2 separate regions of the Sus scrofa genome follow, and region 2 is linked to region 1. The links are chromatin contacts, called in public Hi-C maps. All regions are on one chromosome and are shown on one strand. The core of a region is the stretch at or near the end of the contact, and the rest is flanking DNA. Distances in the headings are between cores, read along the strand shown.

Region 1 (5,973 bases), core at 3,314-5,813:
TTGCATCTATTAACCCCAAACTCCCAGTCCCTCCCACTCCCTCCCCCTCTCCCTTGGCGATCACAAGTCTTCTCCAAGTCCATGAATGCTTTTTTGTGGCAAGGTTCTTTTGCGCTGTAGATTAGATTCCAGATATAAGTGATATCCTATGGTATGAGTCCTTCTCCTTCCGACTTACTTCCCTTAGTCTGAGAGTCTCTAGTTCCACCCATGTTTGGTGTTATATTCTTAATTTCTGTGTCCACATGGTCATTATGAGTTCCTAGAAATGTTATGATTTTCGTTATGCTTTTATAACCTGTGGCCTTGTAGAACTCACTCAGTAGTTCTCGGAGGTTTGTTTGTAGGGTTTTTAAAAAGTATTTTTTGGGATTCTCGGTGTAGATAATCATGGCGTCTTCACATTTGCATTTCTTCATTTTGATCTCTGTCTTCTTTCCTTTTTTGCTTTGTTGCGCTGACTAGAGTGTCCAGCAATGTGATGAATGAGTCAGGAAGGTAGACACGTGGCCTTGCGATGGATCTTGGGGAAAAGCATTCAGTCTTTCACTAGTCAGTGTGATGCGAGCTCCAGGAGTTCTCTTATCTCTTGGAGGAAGTTCCCTCTCTTCAATTTTTCTAAGCATTTTTATCACGCATGAGGGTTGGATTTTGTCAGGTGCTTTCTCGGCATTGATTGATGGGATCATGTGATTTTTCTTCCTGATAAGATTTATTTTTTTAATACCAAAGCAACCTTTCATGCCTGGCATGACCACCCCACATATTTTTCTTACCTGCTGTCTCTCCCGTTTGAAGACAAGTTCAAAGTGGGGAGAAACTTTTTAGTTCATTTCATTCATTGCTGTATCCTAGACCCCAAAACAATGGCAGACTACGGAGTGTCCTCACAAAACTAAACATAGGGTCTCCACATAATCCATCCATCCCCCTACTGCACATCTATCCAGAGAACACCACACGACAAGGTGCATCCACCACAGTGTCCATCGCAGCACTACCTACCACCGCCAAGATGTGGAAACAACCAAAACGTTCCACCACAGATGAGTGGATAAAGACGATGGGGTATGTATATGCAATGGAAGACGCCTCCGTCTTAAAAAAGAATGAAGTAATGCCATTCGCTGTGCCGTGGAGGGACCCAGAGAGTCTCAGGCTAAGGGATCAGCAGATGCAAACCGTTTTATGTAGGATGTTCCTACTGTGTAGCCCAGGGAACTCTAGTCAATATCCTGGGAGAAACCGTAATGGCAAAGAACACGAAAAAGAATGCGTATGTATAACTCACTCCCTTTGCTGCTCAGGAGAAACGAACACGACATTGTCAATCAACCACACTTCAATACGATTTTTATTTTTATTTTTTTATTTTTTTGTCCCTTCTAGGGCCGCACCCGCGGCATATGGAGGTTCCCAGGCTAGGGGTCCAACTGGAGCTGCAGCCACCAGCCTACACCACAGCCACAGCAACTCGGGATCCGAGCCGCATCTGCTACCTACACCACAGCTCAGGGCAACGCCGGATCCTTAACCCACTGAGCAAGGCCAGGGATCGAACCCACAATCTCATGGTTCCTAGTTGGATTCGTTAACTACTGAGCCACGATGGGAACTCCAATACGATTTTTTAAAGGGGCGAAAGAAAAGAGAAACACTAAATCAGAAAAACATCTCATTAAATCTCAGAGCAGTTTCTAGAATCTTTTTACCTTCCTTGTCCTGACCTGTCAGTATGTTTGGGGGACAGTGAAGCAGGAGGGGGCTGATGACTCCTGGAAACCCCCAGGGGAGGCCAGAGCACTGAGGTGCAGCAGCCCAGAAGCCAGGGACCAAACCCCACCTCCTGGGCCAGGCCAAGCTGCCTCTTCCCTGAAGGTAACCCCCCCACCGCCTTCCCCAGAGTTGCCTAGGGTGGGAGTGGTGGCGGGAAGAAGCCTGACAACGTGGATTTGAATCCCAGGTCTTCCACTTGCGAGTCACGTGGCCTCGGCCGTGTCACTTGACTTCCCAGAGCTTCGTGCTTTATCTTCTGTAAATGCAAATATTAATGTCTGTCCTGTTGGGAAGAACAAACACCTGATATAGTGCTGGACATATGGTGAGGGTGAGGAAACACTCCTGCTGGCTTTCTACTAACATTAAATTTTTTTTTCATTTTTGGCCGCCCCATGGCATATGGAGCTCCTGGGCCAGGAATCAGATCTGAGCCCTTGTTGCCACCTAAGCCACAGCTGTGGCAATACCAGAGCTTTAACCCCCTGTGCTGGGCCAGGGATCGAACCCCCATCTCAGCGCTCCCAAGACTTCGCCGACCCCATAGCACCACAGCGGGACCTAAATTTTTTTTAATTGGGGTAAAATACAAATAAAAATATACCATCTTAAATTTTTTTTTTTTTTTTTGGTCTTTTTAGGGCTGCACCGTCGGCATATAGAAGTTCCCAGGCTAGGGGTCGAAGCCGAGCTGCAGCTGCCAGCCTACGCTATAGCCACAGCAATGTGGGATCCCAGCTGAGCCTGCCACCTACCCCACAGCTCACAGCAATGCTGGATCCTTAACCCACTGAGCGAGGCCAGGGATCGAACTCGTGTCCTCATGGATACTAGTCGGGTTTGTTACCTCCGAGCCACAAGGGGAACTCCATCTCAACCATTTTTAGGTGGACGGTTCTGTGGCATTAAGTACATTTACGTTGTGGTGCAAACATCACACCATCCATCCACAGAGTTCTTTTCATCCAGCAAAATACATTGTGTCCTCGTGAAACACTAACTCCTCATTCCTTCCCAAACCCCAGTCCCTGGCAACTTCCGTCTACATTCTGTCTCCTCCAGCGTCAGGCCTCGCCCCTGGGGCTGAACTTGTCCTGTCTACCTGAGCCATCTACTCATATGGATCCCCCGTCTGGCCCATGGACAGCTCACATCCCCCACCACCACCCCAGAGCCTAGTTCAGTGCCAGGAAGAGAGCGCTAGGGGCTCGAAGAAGAAATGCAAAACACGGGAGGGAGATGAATGTGATAGGACCCCGTAGGCACAGGTGCTTGTGGAAGCCCCAGTAGGGGATCACAGATTAAGAGGGAAACCTGGGGGCTGCCGGGAGACCACTGTCAGTTCTAGAAAGCCGTCAGCACCGGGCAGGCTTGCTCGACAGGTGGAGGTGCGAGAATTGCCTCAGGTCGTTGGGTGGGGGATGGGGTGAGGGCTGCGTTCAGATTCAGACCAAGGGCAGGAATCTGAGGACCGCCCTTCTGCGGATTTGAATACACACCTTTCCGGATACCCAGGAGGAGCTGCTACTCCCAGAAAGGAAGAGGCGGGCTTTTCCGACCCCCACTCCCCCTGGATGATAAAGCTGTAGCCCACCTGATTCGTGGGGCAGAGCTTCCTTGCCTGCCTGCTGGCATCCCTCACAAGCGTCCTATCCTAATAAATCTATTTCTTGGCTATCACTGTGTCTCTCGCTGAATTCCTTCTGCACGGAAGCATAAAGAACCTGAACCTCAGTGAGTCCAGACCTCAGGTGAGTGCTCGTTTAAAACATGGGTTCAAGCCCCAATCTGTGTTCTGGCTAGGTTCAGGCCATTAATACTGTCAGTTTCAAATGGGTCAACAAAATGTGGTGTGTAAGAGTTCCCCGCGTGGCTCAGTGGTAATGAACCCCACTAGTATCCATGAGGATGCAGGTTCAATCCCTGGCCTCGCTCTGTGGGCTAAGGATCCAGCATTGCTGTGAGCTGTGGTGTAGGTGGCAGACTCAGCTCAGATTACAAATTGCTGTGGCTGTGGTGTAGGCCTGCAGCTGCAGCTCCAATTCCACCCCTAGCCTAGGAACCTCCATATGCCACAGGTGCTGCCCAGAAAGACTTAAAAAAAAATGGCATATATTCATCTGTGCATTGCATATATGCAGACAACAGGAATCTTCTCCTCAAAAGGATGGAATTTCTGACACGTTACAGCATGGATGAAGCTCAAGGCCGTTATGCTCAGTGAAATCAGCCAGTCGCCAAAGGGCAAATACAGAATGATTTCATTTGTATGAAGTACTCAAGAATAGTCAGATTCACAGAGACAGCCTGCGGAGTGACCAGAGCGGCTCCTCTGGCTGCAAGTCCAGGAAGGGATTCTCCGGGGCCAGCGTCCCCGCGGAATCGGTAGTACAGCCCGGAGGGACACAGATTAGACCAGGAGCGTGCACATGCATGACGGGGCGGGGCGGGGGCATCCGTCGGAGCCTGTCCTTGAACCTGGAGTGGAACCGAGGCCCTCTCCCCACTGAGAGTGTGTGTGTCTGTCTGTCTGTGGTCCCATGCGCCTAATGTCTGCGGTCACATCGGACCCTCTGAAGGTCTATGTGAATCCGCGGGCGCAGAGGCGCATCTACAGACGAAGGCACATCTGTGCACTGACTAAATGAACATCACAATGGGCCCGGCCAGTGCGCGCCGCGGTGCTCCAAGCGTGGCGATCGCACATTCGGATGGATGGGGCGACGCTGACTGCTCTGATCCCTAACTCATTATTAAGCTCCTCGCTCTTTGCAGACGCTCCCTGCGCCTCCCCCGCTCCCGGCAGCAGCGGCGCAGGCGCCGGGCCGAGCCGAGCGCCGAGCAGGGAGCGAGCGACCGCGCTCCGGGCCGGGGTCCCGGGGGAGCAGGTGAGCGACCCGCGCCGCGCGGCCCCCAGGCCCTTGGAGGAGACGCCGCCCGGCCGCGCTGCGCCGGCGCCCCGGCCTTCCCTGCTTGGCAGTACCCGTCTTGCCTCTACTGGCATCACCCCTCCTTCCTTTGCCTGGCATCCCTCCTCCCCCCCGCCTGGTACCTCCTCGCCTCCCGCCTGCCTGGCATCCCTCACCGCCCCCCCCCCCCGTCTGGCGTTTCCTTCCCCCCTCCCCTTGCCTGGCATTTCCCTGTTCTCCCTCTGCCTGGCACCTCCCTTCTTACCCCTTCCTGGCACCTTCCTCTTACCTGGCACCCCCTTCTCCCTGCCTGGCTCCCCCCCTCTCCTTTCCTGATCTCTCCCCCCACTCCTGACTCCCCTCGCCCCACCGCCCCGCCTGGCACCTCCCCCCACTCCCTTTCTTGCACCTCTTCCCTGACTGGCAAACTCCCATCCAGCCTCCTCTCTGATTCTTCCCCCTCCACGCCTCACCCGGCTTCTTTCCCTCCTCCCCTTACCTGGTCCCTCCCCTCTCCCCCTCCCCTGCATTCCCCCGTTTTCCCTTTGCCTGGCACTCTCCTGCCTGGTACCTTCCTCTCCTCCCTCGTGTCTGGCACCTTCCCTCCTCCCCAACTGCCTTGTACCTACTTGTCCCCAGTGGCCTGTCCCCTCCTCCCTGCCCAGCACTTTCCTGCCCTGCTCCTGACTGGAGCTTTCCTCCCCACCCCCTCCCTACCTGGCATCTCCCCCCCTCCCCCATGCTTGGCACCCCCACCCCACCCCTGCCTGGCCCAACCCCCTCCCCTGCCCTCCTCCTCCCCCTCCCCCCGCCTGTCTCTCCCCTCTCCCCCCTGCCTGGCCCTCTCCCTCCCCCCTGCCTGGCCCCTCCTTCCCTCCCTTGTGCCCCTTCCTCTTGGCCTCCTCTTGCCCAACACCTCTCCCCCATTCAGATTGTCCCTCTTCCTGCCAGGTACCTCCTCCCCTGCCCCAGGCTGGTAACATCCTCCCCTCTTGGCATCTCCCTCCTCTCACTGCCTCCCTGCCTCCTCACCCTTCTCAGAGTCACCCTCTGGCCAACACCCCCAGCACATGCCCCTGAACTGCTCCCAAGCCCCCACACTGCTCCCAAGCTACCACACTGCCCCCTCCTCGTCCCCCAACCTGCTGTCTGCCCACAAGTTGGGTTCTGACCCTAGCCCACCGCCTTCCTCCCTGGCAGGGGGTGACCACGAAGGCTGGGCACACAGGGAGGGCCCACTGTCGGCTGGGCAGACTACAGAGCGGGTTGGCTCTACTGCCACCCACCC
Region 2 (5,935 bases), core at 2,463-4,962, 100 kb after region 1:
CAATGGTCTCTTCCATGTACCATGTGACATGAGTCCCAGGCAAGGGCAGGGAATGGAAATGCCCTGCTTCACTTGCCACTGTGTCGGAGAGGGTTTTTACCCTGGTTTAGCTACTGAATGACAAGGACTATGCAGAAGTCGTATTTCATGGCCCCGGCATGGCCAGGGAACACACTGAGGATACAAATAGGTTAGAACATACACGGTATCTAACAAATGCACCCGCCAGGGCCGTACAACGTCCTGGAGTCTCACTTATTTCGGAGTTGGTGGCCCACTGGAATTTGTTGGCAACAAGCTTTAAGTCTTTTACTCTCTGTGCCAGCCTGAGCCGAGACTTCCGCTTTGCTGAGTGTAGTTCTGTGCAATAGGCTCCTGCTTGACTAGGCGACACACGCCTTCATGATCAAAAGCTCTTTAACCTTGGGTCTTTGACAATGCATGATCCATCTATCTCGCCAAAGAGTGACACGCTGATGAAAACGGTCTTTTACTGGGGGGGGGACTAGTGGGAGAGAGATTTCTTTCCTTTTCTTTTCTTTTTAGGGAGATATTTTAATATATATCATCTTGAGCTTCGGGAATTTGATACTAGATGATTTTATTACCTGTGCAAAAAGAGACTGCACTTACTTTAAAAATGGCTCTCGTGGAAGTTCCTGTTGTGGCTCAGTGGTAATGAACTTGACTAGGATCCATGTGGATGTGGGTTCGATCCCTGGCCTTGCTCAGCGGGTTAAGGATCTGGTATTGCTTTGGGCTGTGGTGTAGATTGCAGATACAGCTTGGATCTTTCCTTGCTGTGGCTGTGGCAGAGGCCAGCAGCTGTAGCTGATTTGACCCCCTAGCCTGGAAACTTCCATATGCCACAGGTGCAGCCTTTAAAAAGACCAAAAAAAAAAGCCTTTATTTGATTGGTGTTGTTACTGCTCATCCAGCTTTAATTGCCGTGATGGTAGCCCAAAGTTTCCTCATTAATGTTTCAAGCCAATAAGCCTCTATTATGTACCCAGCACTGCAAAGCCATCACACCAAGTACTGACCCGTCACTTTTGAAGTACAATACCGTACACCTTTTTTTTTTTTCTTTTTTGGCCACAACTGAGGCATATGGAAATTCCCAGGCCAGGGATTGAATCCGAGCTGCAGCTGCAACTTACACCACAGCTGCAGCAACAACCGGCTCCTTTTACCCACCACACCGTAACTGTAGTCAAACCCACACCTCTGTAACAACCCTAGCTGCTGCGGCCAGATTCTTAACCCACTGTGCCACGGTGGGAACTCCAAAATACAATACACCTTTTTTCCTTTTAGGGTAACACCTGTGGCACATGGAAGTTCCCAGGCCAGGGGTCAAATTGGAGGTACAGCTGCCGGCCATTGCCACAGCCACAGCCAGGCAGGATCCAAGCCGGATCTGCAAACTACACCACAGCTCATGGCAATGCCGGATCCTTAACCCACTTAGGGAGGCTAGGGACTGAACCCACATCCTCATGGATACTAGTCGGGTTCCTAACCTGATGAACCACAACGGGAACTCCCTACAATACACGTTGAAGTCTGGTCTTCCATATTGGTACCAGGGAGTGCTTGGTTAATTTTACAAAGAGTTCCGAAAAATATCTTTAGGAGGACGGATAAGGGTTATCCTTGTACATTGGCAGTGAGTTGGTGCTCCCAGACTTAAGGCATCTCTTCTTTCCATGCCGACATCTTCCCACCAGACTCGTCCCCCAGAAGTTTCACTGAGTTGATTGTAGAGCCCAAGATGGATCAGGATTGCGCCGAAACCACACTTCTCTCCCCTTACCTCTTGGACGCATGTATCATCAGCCAAGCATAACCAAAGAAAGCTCCTTGGACCCCACCCTCTTCTGTCCCACTCTGGTGACCGTGTGTGGTGACAGGGTAATGCCTCAGCTTAACGTGAGTGGTGTTCATAGACCAACACAACACCCCTGAACTGGACAAAGGTCACTGAGATCCAGAGCTTCCTCCTGTCCTGCACAGTCTTGAGACTCTGAGATGCTGGTGTAGGTTTTCCTCTGAACCAAATAACTTCCCCTGTTTAGACTGCAGCTTCCTAAACGTGCCTGGCTTCGCTATTATTAATCCCAACTTGCCTGCCTCTCCTTGGCCCCACTTGAAGAACTGTTTCCCAGTGCCCAGATGACCCTCGTTGAGCTGGCCAGGCTTATTCTGTCTCCCGAAGTTCCCGTCACTCTTCTTCTGCTGACTCGCCTGTCCTAAAAGCCTTAGGCTCCGCGGACCCGACCCTGCTATCAACCAAAAGTGCCCGTGACTTTTTGCCTCCAGATTGTCAACTCTTACTTCTGGGAATCGGGAGGAGGGGGAGGGTAAAAGGCGCCGCCATCGCTGCGACTGAGAAGGGGGGAGGTGAGCAGAGTCATCCGCAATTAGCGGATAATTAGCGCCGCTGACCCTTGGGGCTCATCAGCGCTCCTGGGGCCAGCCCCCAGCAATCAGCCAGGGCAGGTCGAGAGTGTCAGGCCCGGAATGAATAGGGCTCATCAGCGGCGCTGGAGTCGGGGAGCCAATCAGGGAAATTAATAGCGCAGGAGAGGGAGAGAGCGCGAGGGAGGGAGGCAGAGATAGACAGACAAGCAGACAGACGAGACAGAGATACAGGCGAGAAATGGGGGGGGGGTGTAGAATGAGGCGGACCGGGATGGGGTGTGAGAAAGAGGAACAATCGAGTAGGACAGGGACAGAAACGAGGGCAGGAAAGGGAAGGGGGAGGAAGAGGGAGGGAGGAAAGTGAGAGGAATGGTAAGTCCTTGGCAGAGTGTGGGCACTCGAGGAAATTAGCCACAGAGGCCAGCGTGAGGGACTCGGGGGTCCGCGACGGAGGAGAGAGTGAGGAAGAGCCCGAGCCGGGAGGAGAGAGGGGGACTTGGCTCCACCGGGGACGGAAAGGGCCCGGCGTTGAGAGGCCCTGGAGCCGCGGCGCCCGGCGGCCGAGCGCGCCCCCTGCCGTCCCCGCCTCGCCGCCCGAGGGGGCGCCGAGGTCCCGTCCCGCCCGCCGCGCCGCGCCGTCCGCCCGGGGGCCGAGGAGGGGACGTCGCGGGCGGGCGGGCCGGCCGGCGGGGAGGCGCGCTCGGGGGACTGGCCCGGAGTCCGAAGGAGGGCGGCGCCCGGGGCGGGGGGCTCTGCGGTCCAGCCCCGCCGCGCGCTCGGTCCCCGCCGGGGCCACCTCCCAGTCCCTGCTCCCAGTCGGCGCCCGGGGCTGGGGGGGCGGGGGGGCCGGGCTGGGTGGAGGGCGGGGCACCGGCCCGGCAGCTGCGGCCGCCTTCTCGTCCGCCGCAAACTTTCACAAAGCGGCGTGTCCGGCCTCATCAATCTCCATTAATAATAGTTGGTTGGGCTGCGGGGGCGGGCGGGGGTCCCGGGCCGGCCGGCCGGGCCGCTGGGAACGGGCTCTGCGGAGGGAGCGGGAGCCGGGCGCGGCGGCTGCGGGCGGAGGGAGGAAGTGAAGCGTAATTTGAGGAAGATGGATGAGTCCGGAGGGCGACACCCCCAGCCCGCCCGCTCGCCCGCCCCCTCCCTCCTTATGAGAGCGAGGGAGCGCCGCGCCGGAGCCACACTGCGCCGAGCCCGCGCCCCGCCGCCACCTCGGCCCGGGAGCCAGGGAGCGAGCCCTGCGTGTCCGCGCGGGGCGCCCGAGCCGCGGGGCGCACGGCGGCGCCCGGAGGGGAGCGCCCCGGGGCGGCCGCAGCTCCGGGCGCGATGCAGAGAGCCGGAGGCGGGGGCGCCCCCGGGGGCAGCGGCGGGGGCCCGGGCACTGCCTTCTCCATCGACTCGCTGATCGGGCCCCCGCCGCCGCGCTCCGGCCACTTGCTCTACACCGGCTACCCCATGTTCATGCCCTACCGGCCGCTCGTGCTGCCGCAGGCGCTGGCCCCCGCGCCGCTGCCCGCCGGCCTCCCGCCCCTGGCCCCGCTCGCCTCCTTCGCCGGCCGCCTCACCAACACCTTCTGCGCGGGGCTGGGCCAGGCCGTGCCCTCGATGGTGGCGCTGACCACCGCGCTGCCCAGCTTCGCGGAGCCGCCCGACGCCTTCTACGGGCCCCCGGAGCTCGCCGCCGCCGCCGCCGCCGCCGCGGCCGCCGCCACCGCCGCCCGAAACAACCCCGAGCCGGGCGGCCGACGCCCGGAGGGCGGGCTGGAAGCCGAAGAGCTGCTGCCCGCCCGGGAGAAAGTGGCAGAGCCCCCGCCGCCCCCGCCTCCGCACTTCTCAGAGACTTTCCCAAGTCTGCCGGGTAAGTGCTGCGGCCGACGGGGCGCCGGGCGGGAGGCTCGTTCACCTGGAAACCCCTGCCCGCCGCCGGCTCCGAACCTCGGCACCTGCCTGGAGCCCTGGAATCCTAGACCCCCCGGTGGCGGGTTCTGCGGAACCCCCTCCACTTCCGTTCCCAACGCGGCACCTCTAGGTCCCAGGAGGGCCGCCCTGCTCTGTCTCCAGAGTGCCCGACGCCTCACCAAGCGCCTCCCAGAGCTGCCCGCCAGATTAGTGCCTTTCCTCCCAGTAGCCGGCCCTGCAGCCGCGGCTCCCCCGTCTCCTCCTCGGAACCCCTTCATTTTTCTCCTCTGCGGGGAATAGAGAGGCGGCGAGTGTGGGATGCCTGGGGACGGCGGCAGGACCCCTGGGGGGATACAGTGAGGCAGCTGTCAGTTCAGGGAGGGCTTCCGAGACCTCAGGGGCAAAGGGAGGGTCTTAAAGTGGTGCCGGCAGGTGTTGATGGCCGGCTTTCCTCTCAGTTGTAGAGGGCACTTCTGAATTGGCCCAGGTAGAGCGAAGCTTGAGGAACAAACTAGGGGTCCTAAAAGATGATTAGCTGGCAGGGGACCGGCTGGGCTTGATTGGGAGACCGAGGGAAAGGCGAGAGGCTGAAGAGGGTTGGGTGTGGCCTGGAGTCCAGAATCCACCTAAGATTCTGGAACCAGTGAGATCCAGCTAAGAGCTAATTCAGGAACCCTGGCCCCTCCAGGAGGCCTTCTCCCCACAGAGGCAAGTGTCTTCAAACCGAAACCTGTTTAGAATCCCTCTAAACAGGCCTCCCTACCTATCCTTAATCCCTAGAAGCTGGAGAGGCTTTCCGCTATCCAGGAGCAGGTTCAGGTGTGCTGAGATCCAAAGCTTATAGGATTTGGTGGGTGGGCTCTAGTGAAGGGAAAACGGGGACTGCTGCGTGCGAGTGTGGGCTTCCTGAAGCTTCAAGTTCTTTAGCATCAGAATGAACCTGACTCTGCTTCACACACCCAGCTTGGCAGGTGGAAGTGACCCCAGGGGGCCTGGGGGCCACCCGAGGGGAGACACGGAGATAGATGCAGGAGTCCTTTTGTCCTTGGCTAGGAGAGAGCAACTCCTGGATAGGTTTCTGGGCCCTTCCTTGAAATTGTCCAAGGGGCTAATACATCTCGACCCCAAGGGCTGCTGTAGAATCTGCTTTCCTCTTCTTTCCCCTTTAGCCTGGGCCCTTTGGCTTTGGGGATTCGGCTCCTGTCTTTTGCCCACTGGTTGGACCAGGAGGAGCCACAGACTGAAGTCTGAGCATCCCTAGGGAGGACTGGAAGGTGGGAGGAGATGTCCACAAGATGTGGGGGGAGGAGCAGCCGACAGGGCGATGGGAAGAGGCAAGGGTCTGTGGGGGTGGGGAACAGGATAGTCCCCAGGCAGAGAGGGCAAGGCGGGCATCAGAAGGTTGGCTTTGGAGGCAGTAGGAGCCCGGAGGACAGAACCGGACACCCCCCGGAGGAAGGGATGCACTGAGGGGGCGGGGCTGGGGGGTAGCCCCCTGGCATGGGGAGACACCCGGCCTCCTCGTTCAGCTTCCCCTCAGTTCTTATTTTGACCCCTTTGTATAGTGGGGGCTCTTTTCTGAAGCAGGTAGAATGTTGGCTGTAAAGCC

What was found. Hi-C and Micro-C count contacts between places; a contact is called where the count stands out from the background.
Region 2: a Hi-C map of subcutaneous adipose tissue shows a contact between it and region 1, with 3 times the contacts expected there. The contact joins the promoter of GBX1 here to the promoter of SMARCD3 in region 1. A contact is called at or near these places in 12 of 47 Hi-C or Micro-C datasets (alveolar macrophages, embryonic fibroblasts, fetal liver and 7 more).

Annotation. Positions count from the first base shown.
Region 1 is chr18:5,953,903-5,959,875 of Sscrofa11.1, forward strand. SMARCD3 (SWI/SNF-related matrix-associated actin-dependent regulator of chromatin subfamily D member 3) reads left to right here and starts at 4,564. Exons shown (of 14, transcript XM_021079264.1): 1 at 4,564-4,664.
Region 2 is chr18:6,055,176-6,061,110 of Sscrofa11.1, forward strand. It overlaps GBX1 (homeobox protein GBX-1), which reads left to right and starts at 3,713. Exons shown (of 2, transcript XM_003360076.4): 1 at 3,713-4,285. The coding sequence starts at 3,754.